2 separate regions of the Mus musculus genome follow, and region 2 is linked to region 1. The links are chromatin contacts, called in public HiChIP or PLAC-seq maps. All regions are on one chromosome and are shown on one strand. The core of a region is the stretch at or near the end of the contact, and the rest is flanking DNA. Distances in the headings are between cores, read along the strand shown. Region 1 has its middle 9.7 kb from the start of Gm39831. Region 2 overlaps Tanc1 (tetratricopeptide repeat, ankyrin repeat and coiled-coil containing 1).

Region 1 (6,145 bases), core at 1,376-3,875:
CCTCTCCTTCTGATCTGGGGAGCCCGGTCCCAATCTCCTACTTAAGCAATGTCACCTAGTCCTTGGCAAACCTGAAAGTTCAACTTCCTCTATCCTGGTAAGAACCCACCCGCCCGGCATCACCTGGGATTTCTGGAATGCCTCTCCATACGAGGCATTGACAGTTCTTTAAATTCCAGCCAGTGATTTTGTTTGCCCTGAAAACTCCTCCCTACTCACCAAAGTTTATATATAACCCTTTTCCACCCTCCAAAAAGTATCTGCACGCAAGCTGTTTCACTGAAGATGGTCTAAGAAAGTTGTTTGATTGAGTATCGCCTAAGAGAGCTAAAATCCTTGGTGAAGACGCCCATCCCCAACTCCGCCTCATCCTTGCAGCGTGGTGTGCAATGGCGGCATCTGGACAACCCTGAGGGAGGAAACATAGGACTCAGAACCACAGCTGGTCCCCAAACTTGTTCCAGAAAGAAGCACAAACTCAGTGTAAGCAAGACTATCAGGCTATGAGACCATCTGTAAATGGAATACTTCATGCTGCATACCCACTACTGAAAGGTTCTGTGACTTCACACAAAACTTCGGTATCGGACTGACCAATCCTCACCTCGTCCTCTGACCACTGCATTCTGTGTGACCTTAGCAACAAATTGTGCCCTCCTCGTTCCATACGGCCATGCATCTCTATCTCGATAGCGCAAGGCCACCACGCAGAGTCCATCTCTAGGACTCTCAAACCAGTCTTTTTACACCATGCCCAGCTCTGTGCCAGATCTTAGATCCTGCTCTCCCTCCCAACCCTGCAGCCTCTGTTGTTTTTCATCTGTCAGTGTTCACTGTGTCTCGGGTTATCCAGGAAGCCAGTGTTAGGTTAAATGCCCTACATGAGAAGAAGTTCTGTGCCCTCGTCCCTCAGGAAGTGAGAAAGCAAGTGAGGGTGTCCACTTTCTTGTTGCTGCGTGCGGTATCACAGTGTTTTTAAAAGTGGGGGCAGGGAGGTAGAAGAGGGAGAATATGATAGGCTTTAATTTATTTTATTTTGGGGTGCCCGACCTATTCTATACCCCATGTGTGGGTTTGGATTGTTCTTTGGGTAACTAGAATCTTCCCAACTCCCAGTTTCTTTCTCATGTATTCTAGGCTGTCCTTGAACTTGCTATGAAGCCAAGGGTGACCTTGAACTTTTGACCCTCCTTCCTCCACCTCCCAAGTGCTAGGATTACAGGCATGTCCCACCATACCCAGTTTATGTGGTGCTGGGAACAGAGCCCAGGGTTTTGTTCCTGAGAGTCAGCAAGCACACACGGAAGTTACATCACCAGCTTCAGAAATGTTCGTTTACAGCATCCTACAGTCTCTTCTTCACACTCCCCATCTCCTCTTAGCACCCCCCACTCCCCTCCCCCCACTCTAACCCCACCCCACCCCCACCCCTCCTCCAGCCAGGCAAAGCCCAGCACTGGCTTAGCTGTGTTCTAAATCCACCTGAGGTATGTGTGCTCACTGTTTGGTATAAAGTACAGCCTTTCTCAACCCCTTCAGCCCTGCAGGCTCCCCTGAGGCCTCTGGTGACACCCTGTAAGCCTTGGTCACTTTGTTACTGCCTCCCCACCCCCATGGTGGTGCTTGGATTTTTAGGCCCGATCTCTCAGCTTATTTCCATTTCTTCGGAGGCCTGTGGGGAATTCTGAAACTCTTTTTGGGGGGGGGGGGGATTTGAACTCTTAAGGCCTCCCTCAAACTCTGAGAGCCTCAAGGGAAGAGATTGGCCCAGGCGTGCTTGCTGTAGGACTGACCCACTGCGGTTGCTGTTATCCGAATGCAGGCCCCGAAGGAGCATTGGCCCCTGGGTGGGGGCATTGGTCATGAGTGGCACTGGTCACTGTTCTCTGTGATTGGTTCCTGTTTCTCTTCTCAGCTGTCCCACACACAGCGCACACAGGTTTTCCTCCAGGGAACACTGCTGCTGTGTCTTGCAGAATTCCTTCTCCTGCAGCCTCTGACTGAGCAGGCTGCTGGAATTCAACAGGCCTTCACCTTTTAAGAGTCCTTAAAAGTCTCTTATTGTCGAAAGCCGGGGTTTCAAAACCTTGCTCCTGCTTTGTCTTCTATAAAGGCCTGTTTTGTACCCCACGTCCAAACAATGACTCTTGTTCTGAACGGTATCTCAGCTTCCCCTGAATCGAGCTGCAGTGGGTTAAAAAATAAAAAAAATTCTGGGCTGGATAAGGGAAGGAAGAGCTGGACATGGTAGCACACACCTGGAATCCAGCATTTCAGAGGCTGAGGGAACGGGCTCACAAGTTCTCGGACAGCCTGGGATACGTGGAGAGACCCTGTCAACACAGCCGCCGCCGCTGCCGCCGCCACCCACCACTACCAAATCCCTGCGGTTATTTAGAAAAATAAGTGAGCACCACCTCTCACTTCCCTAATCTGACACCTCAGTCACGGGCTGACAGCTCTCATTTGGTTTGTCACTATGTGAAACAGCATTTAACCGGTTGCCAGAGCCTTTAATGGGACGATTTTTATCTAAAAAGCTGTATTTCTGTCGGTTCTTAAAGCTTGGTCGGTGGCAGTCACCAAGATCCATGTTGGCTAACGCTCTCCCTAGTTTGCTGGTGCCCTCTGCTGGTCGTTTTACAGATAGCCGCTGGGTTCAGTGGTATCTGGGGGAACTTTACAGGAGTCTGTCATTACTGTCCTTCCTCTTACAAGCTATCCCTGAACTCCCTTTCTTTAGCCTCCCACTCTCTCTGACACCAACTCGCTTCTCGCTCACAAGATGGTCAGTCTCTCTGAGAAAACTGACCATCTGTTATTGATGGTCTGTCTACTCTCCAGTCTCCACACTTCTATCTAAATGTATGGAACCCTCTTTCCCCCCACCTTTTAGTCAAAGGAACCTTTTCAGTCACACTACTTAAACACCCTTTATAAAATATAATTACAAAAAATTATATTGTTTCAAATCATTTAACAAAAGTGAAAAATGTCACTCCATTGGACGGAGCACAGGGTCCCCAATGAAGGAGCTGAAGGGGTTTGCAGACAACAATATGAACCAACCAGTACCCCCAGAGCTCCCAGGGACTAAACTACCAACCAAAGAGTACACATGGTGGGACTCATGGCTCTAGCTGCATATCTAGCAGAGGATGGCCTAGTCAGTCATCAATGGGAGGAGAGACCCTTGGTCCTGTGAAGGCTCTATGCCCCAGTGTAGGGGGATGCTGGGGCCAGGAAGTGGGAGTGGGCCGGTTGGTGAGCAGGAGAAGAGGGGGGAGAGCGAATGAAGGGAGGGGGTTTTTGGAGGGAGACCAGGAAAGGGGATAACATTTGAAATGTTGATACCATACTGTCCCAAAGCACTATTCAATCACTGCTAAATATTTCATAGATACATCCCTTGACTGTTTCCACACAGACACCCACTGAACAGATTTTTGCACATACATTTTAATTATGTTTTCCCAAAATCACTCTTGCATGCCATTGTATGCTTTTTCTTTTTTTTCTGAATGGTGATTATGAGTGCTTTAAAAAAAAACAACAACACTGTAGTTCAAGTGTTCCAAGATTAATTTATTAAAAACCTTTTAAAAATCGGAGAGAAAACGGAGATGGTGTCCATTACCAGCACCTGACCTGTAGTGTCTGAGAGACCTCGGTCCGTATTGAAGCTTGAGGTTCATGTGGATGTCTGAGGCCCTTGCTACTGCAGAGGCCAGGCAGACTTCCATAGTCTGTGCTGCTGCAGGATGTCATAGAGTGTCTGTGGTTAGGTGGCCATCAGAGGCCAGGTTGATGTGAGTGGCCTGTGCAGCCACTTGGGGCCACGTTGATGTCTGTGTTGGTGAGGGGCTGAGCTGTCTGGGTCCATGGTCCCGCTGCCGTAGGGGCTGTTGTCGCCCATGGTTGATATTACCACTGAGGGCGATGCTGATGTCTGTGATCTGTGCTGCTGCCTGAAGCCATGTTGATGCAGTGCAGTTGGTCCAGAGGCAGTGCAGCTGCTAGGGGCCAGGTTGATGCGTGTGCCTGTGTTGCCTGTGTTGATGCCCTTGGCCTGCGCAGCCACTGAGGGCTACCTAGGATGGTGCCTGTGACCTGTGCCGTAGCTGAGGTCCAGGTCGATGTCTGTGGTCTGTACTACCACCAGAGAGACCTGTGGTCTCTGAGGTCTGTGGCATGTGCTTGATACCAGAGGCCACGTGGATGTCCGTAGCCTGTGCTGTCACCAGAAACCATGTGGAAGTCCATGATGCCTGTTCCGCTGACTGTAAAGGGCAAGGAAGCTACTTTTGCTTTGGAAGCAATGACTGTAGACTCACAATTGAGAAAGCAGGACATAGAAGGCTTCTGTGACAACCCCTACCCACCCCTACCCCAAAGTTAATATATCCTAGATAGGAATCCATCAAAGAGAACTCTTCAAACTTGGGATAAGGATGCTGAAATGTAGCTCTTCACAGTTGCTGGCACCTGGCTGGGGTGGGGTGGGGAAGGACTCAGTTTTCTTTAAAGGGCTGGCTACTGGGAGTTTGACCATGTTCCAATGTGTATATGGGCAACACAAATTGGATTTCTGTGTTTTTTTTCTCCTTCTCTTCCTCTTTCTTCTCTTCCTCCTCCTCCTCCTCCTCCTCCTTTTCTTGTGGGGAGGGATCATAAGGGTGGGAGGGCAGACCTGGAAGGACAGGGAAGTGAGTGTGGTCAGGGTTCATAATGTGAAATTCTCAAATAATCAGGTAAACTAACAGGCTGGTATCTAGCATTAATTTCCAAGTTGTCCGTTCCCCCCCACCCCCACAACAAAACCTGAGCCTAGCTCCAGTCTCTAGGCTAATCCCCCAAAAGACCAGAGTTTCCAGGTTACACCCTCAACAAGACCAGTGTCTCCAGGTTATTCCCCCAACAAACCTGCACCCCAGGTTACAAGCCCACCTCCTTCCTAACAACCACCAAAGCAGAGGCAACCAGAAGTGAAGTTTATGATGACTCCCAGCCCCAGCCAATGGTGTTAAAGGCCACAGGAGCTTTCCAATTAGATTCTTGCACACATTCCTTGCTTGCTGTTTACTATAAAGCCTTTCCCCGATAGACATTCGGGGCTCACCCCCCAAAACTGTCCTGCATGATGGTGGTGCATTGGGGGGTGGGGGGGGTGGGGGGTGGGATGAGCTAGCTCAAACAGAATAAAGACCTTGCTGTGAGATGCATCAGATCGGCTTCTGTGTGTGTTTTTGGGGTCACTAACATTTCCCTGGCACAACACAACCTGGACTGCCTTGAAGACCACAAGACGTTAGAGATGCCAGAGCCATGGGATACCTGCTGAGAAAGCTGCTAACCGGAACCAGCCCAAGAGAAAGACGTGTGTTGCAGTCAACAAAGATGAAAGGAGTTGGCCATCTGAAGAGCACTTTGACATCAGACGTGGAGATGCAGGTGTTTGGATTTGTCCAGCTGGCTTTCAGTCTTGCTTTGGTCTGTATAATATTTCCTCGCCATGCTCCCTTTCCTATGTTTTGGAATGGTAATGTATATATCCTGCACCATTGTATGGTGGGAGTATGTGATCTGTTTTCGATTTTGATATTATAGGGGATTACAGTTAAGAGATTACATGAATCTTACAAGAGACTTTGAACTTTAAACATTGCTGAGACAGTGATAGACTAGGAGGTCTTTGGAAGTTGGACAAAATGCATTCTGCGTTATGTTATGGCTATAAGCCTATGGGGGCCAGGGAGTGTGATGGTTTGAATAGGTTTGGCCCCCATAGATTCATGTGTCTGAATTCTTGGCCATAGGGAGTGGCACTATTGGAGGTGTGGCCTTATTGGGGGAGGTGTGGCTTTGTTGGAAGAAGTGTGTCACTGTGGGAGCAGGCTTTTTTTTAATGTAATTTTTTATTAGATATTTTCTTTATTTACATTTCAAATGTTATCCCCTTTCCTAGTTTCTTCACTGAAAATCTCCTATCCCCCTCCCACCTGCCCCCCCTCCCCACTCCCCAACCCACCTACTCTCGATTCCTGGCCCTGGCATTCCCCTATACTGGGGCATAGAACCTTCACAAGACCAAGGGCCTCTCCTCCTATCTTCCCATTGATGACTGACTAGGCCATCCTATGCTACA
Region 2 (6,145 bases), core at 1,681-4,180, 280 kb before region 1:
GAGTTCAAGGCCTGCTGACCTAAGATACCTGAGACCTAGTTCCAAACAAAACAACAGCAATAATAGAACAATAAATGCTGGCCAAGAAGAGAGCCCTTACATATTTTGGAGGTTGTACAATGTAGGCTGTACAAGCCACCATACAAAGCAGCATGGGGGTTCCTCTGAAAACGCATTCCGGCATGTGTACCTTTAAGAATCAAAGTCAACATACACCTTCAGATCCAGTGCTTACCACCACACCCTTCCCAATAGCTAAGCTATGGAATGAATCAGCCTACATGAGGTACTAATAAGCTTATGAATGAAGGAGCATGGTGTATAACACGTAGAGTGGAGTACTGTCCGGCCACAAAGAAGAAAGAACTCAAGCTATTTACAGAAAAGAGGCTGGAACTGGAGTTCATCACGTTAAGTAAGTCGACTCAGAAGGACAAGTGTATGAGGCTTCTGTCATATGTGGCATCTAGAAGAAACCAGCATGAAATGGGGAGAAGGCCTCTTGGGGGTAAGGGAAGGGCAAAACTGGGTACTGGGAGGGACTGCATATAATGAAAACACCTTAAATACATATATGAAAGCGTACGATGAAACTAGTACTCTGTATAATTAATTACGCAGTTACAGATGGCCCCACTGTGGGCAACAAGCACAGACTTCAGTGGCCAGCCCAAGGGTTTCCAGGGCTCTCAGCATAGCACATGGCTTCCCACCTGTCCGAAGAAGTCCTATCACAGTTTCTGTGCAGTCCCCACACTGCATGCTACCAGGTCTGTCCATGCTCCACGCGCTCCACTTTAGATCCAGAAACCAAACTAAGCTATTTCCTTCACCCTCACGACCTTGTGAGCGTAATCATAGCCCGTCTGCTTACATGAGGAAATGGCCTCAACAGGTTAGGGACTTGTCCAAGATCAAATGACTAATAGCCAAGAGTGGGCAGTCTGCCAGACTCAAGAGCTTGGGCTTGTGGGAGAACAGCACTGGGTACCCCCTTCAGGAGGTACCCAACTGGAAGGGACATATATCACCATATTGAAATGAAAAACCCTGTAAAGAGGAGATGTGGTGAGAGAAACAGGAGGCAGCCCTGGCCTGAAACAATCCTACTTCCCTTCCTTTGAATGTCCGGTTCCTTTTCCTTGGGCAATACAGTCTCAGTGATGTTCCCTACAGGATCCCCGTTTCCTGCATTATTGAACCCAAGCCACAACTTCCCCTTTCTCCCCTGTGCCTCCTTACAACCCAGAAGATGGAGTCTCCTGAGGATGCAGGGCTAGTTTCTAATAGTCTCCTCCAAACCCTCATTGCCCTTAACCTCTCTCAGTATCTCCAACCCCCTTCCCTGCCACCCTCCTCTACATCCTGAGGCGCAGAGAGCTTTCCCCCTTCCCATGTCAAGTGGCCTCACCAAGTCACGCTACATTTCTGTCACTGATGTTCAATCTACCGACTTCTCCAACCCTGCCCCTTGAGAGAGGTTCTCCACAGGCTCCAACTGCTCTAAAGCAGCGCCACTTCTGACATGAGAAGACCTGATCCACAGCTCCTACCTTCCGACCACTTTCTCCCTCTGCCGGCTCAGCAGCCCCTAAGCCCTGTACCCTCCCACTCCTTCCCTCAGGCACCCTATTCTCCAGAACCTTCAAGAGTTCTCCAGGGATGACAGCTAAGAGGTCTTCTCTATCGTATTCTTCTGGTGGCTCGTCCCATTCTTCTACGCCATGACAGAGAGAGCTCCAGTCAAACTAGATGTATTATTGCCAGAACACACACTGTGCTGCTTCTGATGGCTCTCCCTGTCTGCAGTAGCTTGTTCTTCCTATTAATAATCTTATATCCTTTTCTTCTTCATGTTAACTGCACGGAGAAAATAGCCAGGACTGTTCTAGATCAAACAGTTCTAGATCAGGAATCCTTGGGAAAGGTTAAGGAGGTGAGAAACCCAGGCTACGGGGGTCAGGGATTCTAGCATCACACCGAGATTTAAAACTGCATATCTCCTTTTTTGTTTGTTTATTTTGGTTTTGTTTTTCTGGACATAAGTTTCTCTATGTAATCCTGGCTGTCCTGGAACTCTCCCTGCAGACCAGGCTGGCCTCAAGCTCACAGCGATCTGACTGCGTCTGCCTCCCAAGTGCTAGGATTAAGGGTGTGCACTTTGAGCTACCTGGCCTGTATATCCCCTTTTAGAAATGGTTGCCACAATCTTCGAGGCATCCTTGCAAAACGAAAGACAGAAAACACGTGACTGAAAAGAACAAAGCAGAGTGCATGAATGTACTTGATCTCAAACCCTAACACAAAGCTCTAGTTATCAAAGCAGCACGGTAGTAGCCTAGAAGCCCAGAGACCACTGGAATACAAGAGTAAACTCACATTCTTACAGCCAACTGACTTTCAACAAAAGTGATGCTAACATACAACGAAGAAAGAACTCTCTTTAGTTGAGCAGAAGAAGAAGCAAAACTGGGGCTGGAGAGATGGCTCAGTGGTTAAGAGCACTGTCTGTTCTTCCTGAGGTCCTGAGTTCAATCCCCAGCCACCACGTGGTGGTTCGCAACCACCTGTAACGGGATCTGATGCCCTCTTCTGGGCAGTCCGAGCACTCATATACATAAAATAAATAAATCTTTAAAAGAAAAGAGTATAAAACTGAACACATCTTTCACCACTTTAAAAAAAAAAAACTGGCTCAAAAGTAAAGACTTATGATGTAAGACTAAGCTGCAGAGTATAAGGAAAACAGGCAAACCTTGACGGCGTTAGAATGAACAAGGACTGCCCGGAAGAAGACTTCGAAATGGTTGGAAACAAAAGAAAACAGAAGTCGTACTGAGGAGAGCGAAGTCAGCGCAGGGACAGCCTATGAAATGGGTACATGCACGAGACGCTATCCTGAGGTCCTGGTGACTACTGTGTGTCTGTGGTTACTATTCCTGAAGCAGCCACCACACTCAGATATGCTTTGTGCTGAACTGTCACCTCCGTTTAAAATGCAGCGTCATTGATGACTACCCTCCAGCTACTTCCTGCTCTAACACCAGCCGTCCACACCCTGTGAGTCTCTCTCTCTCTTTCTCTCTACAAACCCAAACTGCAGCTCACCTTGCTCAGAAATGATCTCTGTAACTCGGTGAGCAATGTCATCACTCTCACTTTGGCACCTCTGGTGATCTGCTTTGAGTAGCCAACCTGTAGCTAAACCAGGTCTGAACGATAATAAACCCTGAGTCCAGTGTTACCTAAAGAAAGTGCACCACAGGCCTGCACTATACCCATCACTACAGGCCGGGAGGGTGGTGGCCACGTGGCCTCCCAGGTACTCACTGGCCACTTCGTATCCAGACCCAATCATCTGGCCCGGTGCCCACCAAAGTCCTGAGGAGACGGTCCAGCAGCTTGCCAGCCCATCACTAGAATAGGAGGCAAACCTGACCCAAAGAGCTGCTCAAGAGGGCAAAGATGCAGGCTAGACAGACAGAGGGCTTGAGAATGGCGGAGGCCAAAGGCACGAGCCTCTTGACCTCTCACCTACCTTGTACTAGGAGGCAAGCAAGCTTGTCTCCCACCTTCCTGTGGTTTGAGTTGTGAGAACTGTACCCTGCCTGGCCTTGTCTGTGAGGAGACAGCTAACTGGATTATAGGGCTCCCCTTTCTCCTCACACATCTGTGCTAAATGGCCAAGGGATAAGGTGCTATATGGCCAAGGGTAGTCAGGAAATGGTAGGGGATTAAGGATCTAAGACAGACACATTCCCCACACCCACCCCTTCCCTGGTCACAGGCAAGCTTGCTATTCCCTAAAGCAGAGACATATTACCCACGTATGGCCCTGCCATACTGGTGGGAGGAGTCAGGTCAAAGGAGGGAAGCGCCTGCCATACCTGGGCTCACACAGGAAGGCTGTGCTTTCGCCATCCGCTCTCCACACCAGCCACTCTCTGAAGGACGGGTGGCAGAACATGCGGGTTTTGTCCCTCCTCTTAATGAGGAAGCAAGAGAGGGCCTCCATCCTCTGCTGGAAGTCCTCCCAGCCCTGCTCGCCTTGGATGTGGCCGGCGTTGATAGCCTGAAATATCTGCTCATCCGTCATGGGGTGGAGGGACGCAAGAGCCACGTTCAAAATGGGAAGGGCCCGGTCAAAGGCAGACTGGGTCATGAACTTCATGTTACACTGCAGCAGATAGAGCTCGGACAGAGACACAGGCACCACCTTGTAGCTGGCACTCTTTATGACCAGGTGGCCCCGCTGGAAGAGGTCCAGCGTGAGCTTGAGGTACAGGTAGGAACCGAGGCTCCGCAGCACCAGATGGCTGCTGACTTTGCTGATGAGGGCGGCGTCGGCCTTGCCATTCAGGGAGATGTTGCTGAGGATGTCCTGGCTGCTGTGGACCCTGTGCTGGACGTAGGCGTGCAGGTCACTGTGAATGTCCTTGTTGTCTGGAAAGTCGTCTAGGGAAAGCTTGACAAATGGCAGTGCACTGATGATTTCCTAGGGGGGGGGCGGGAAACAAAACCTCGCAGTGTTAGTCCGCAGAGTTTCCCCTTTCCCTTTAAAGCAGGCTCGCTCGTTCCCTTTCAAGGAGGATTTTCATGGATTACGGGGACTCGCTGTTTTGTATTAAAACATGTAACAGGATGAGGTACAGATAAAAAGCTTAAGTGAAAGAAATCCCGATGCGAGATAGGATCTCCCCCAAAGCCCCCCCTGAGGACTCTGAGCCAAGTGAGCAAGGGAAAGGGGCCCAAGGAGACAGCAGCAACCAGGCCACACCAACAAAGGGGCAGCGAGACCCTGCAGGTGACCCGATGCCCATAACCCCTGAGCAGCTGGTTCCAGAACAAGGGTAGACACAAACCGTCACTGCACATCTAAGAGCACAGCCAGACACTGAGACAAGAAGTGCCCTCTCTGCGCCAGACACCAGGGCTGTGTAACCCTACCAGGAAACAGGAGACTTCCCGTTCCCCCGGTGTCCCCGGACACCAGGCAGCAAAAATCACTGCCTGCTCCAGTACGGCATGTTCTCATCTTAAAAGAATTTTAAGCATTCTTTTTAAAACAAATTATTTTGTTTTGTCTGCATGTCTGTGTCCCAAATGCATGCCTGGTACCCACGACAAGGGTGTTGGATGCCAGGGAAGTAGAGTTACGGTGGTTGTGAGCCGCCATACGGGTGCTAGAAATTGAACCCAAGTACTACAAAAGAGCAGCCCATGTTCTTCATCACCAAGCCATCTCTCCAGCCCCAAGCAAACTGTTGGTTGACTCTGACTTGCACAGGGTCACGGACGTGAGGGTCATCCCAGATAAGGTCCTAACCCCAAGAAACAATTTAACTTCTCACTAACATTTCTGAAGCCCATGCCCTTGAAGGTAGTAATGGCAGGAAAACAAACGGTAGTGAGCAGCCGCTTCCATTTTGCACGGAAGCTAACCTTAGCACTACAGCAGAGGGATACAGGAACCAGTTCAAGTTTTAGCCCAGCTGCTAGGTTATGCTTAATGAGGGAAATACGACTGAAAATGGATGACCCAAAGGGTCATAAAAATAAGCGTGCCATTTAAATGTAAGGTTTAATCGCAAGTTTTGTTTTTTTTTTTTAAATTAGGTATTTTCTTCATTTACATTTCCAGTGCTATCCCAAAAGCCCCCTATACCCTCCCCTCCCCTCCCCACCCACTTCTTGGCCCTGGTGTTCCCCTGTACTGAGGCATATAAAGTTTGCACCACCAATGGGCCTCTCTTTCCACTGATGGCTGACTAGGCCATCTTCTGATACATATGCAGCTAGAGACACAAGCCGGGGGTGGGGTGGGGGGTGGGTAACTGGTTAGTTCATATTGTTGTTCCACCTATAGGGTTGCAGATCCCTTTAGCTCCTTGGGTACTTTCTCTAGCTCCTCCATTGGGATAATCACAAGTTTTAATAAGAAAAAAAAAATGAGCATGACCACCCAGTTCCATGAAATGAAACAAGTCATAGCTATAACAAGCTGTCCCCACACCTAGAAGCTCCAGTAGATTGCTTGGCCAGAAACCTCGGCCAGCGCACACCTCACTACAGTAAGCCAGGCTTACACACTGTCATTTCAGAAGGACAGGGACAGCTCAATGCTGCTAGGATGCTTAGCTGACAC

What was found. HiChIP or PLAC-seq counts read pairs in DNA pulled down with a chosen protein or histone mark.
Region 2: an H3K4me3 HiChIP or PLAC-seq map of bone marrow-derived macrophages shows a contact between it and region 1, with 3 times the contacts expected there. The contact joins two enhancer-like sites. A contact is called at or near these places in 5 of 39 promoter capture datasets (the C10 cell line, cranial neural crest, frontonasal cranial neural crest and 2 more), 3 of 15 datasets of contacts at CTCF or cohesin (the NIH/3T3 cell line, large pre-B cells and pro-B cells), 11 of 484 Hi-C or Micro-C datasets (the C10 cell line, bone marrow-derived macrophages, brown adipocytes and 5 more), 5 of 115 datasets of contacts at active chromatin or transcription factors (acute myeloid leukemia, bone marrow-derived macrophages, cardiomyocytes and 2 more) and 1 of 9 other capture datasets (embryonic stem cells).

The regions. Positions count from the first base shown.
Region 1 is chr2:59,518,766-59,524,910 of GRCm38.p6, reverse strand. No RefSeq gene overlaps it. Among named protein-coding and RNA genes, the nearest start is that of Gm39831, 9.7 kb to the right of the region's middle. Within about 2 kb of position 2,625, at least 63 of the 459 cell types and tissues checked have an H3K27ac peak or open chromatin away from gene starts, as enhancers often do. A contact at or near this core is called in bone marrow-derived macrophages, where this site is marked.
Region 2 is chr2:59,797,921-59,804,065 of GRCm38.p6, reverse strand. Tanc1 (tetratricopeptide repeat, ankyrin repeat and coiled-coil containing 1) reads right to left here. Exons shown (of 27, transcript NM_198294.3): 14 at 3,888-4,495. Among named protein-coding and RNA genes, the nearest start is that of Wdsub1, 82 kb to the left of the region's middle. Within about 2 kb of position 2,930, at least 53 of the 459 cell types and tissues checked have an H3K27ac peak or open chromatin away from gene starts, as enhancers often do. A contact at or near this core is called in bone marrow-derived macrophages, where this site is marked.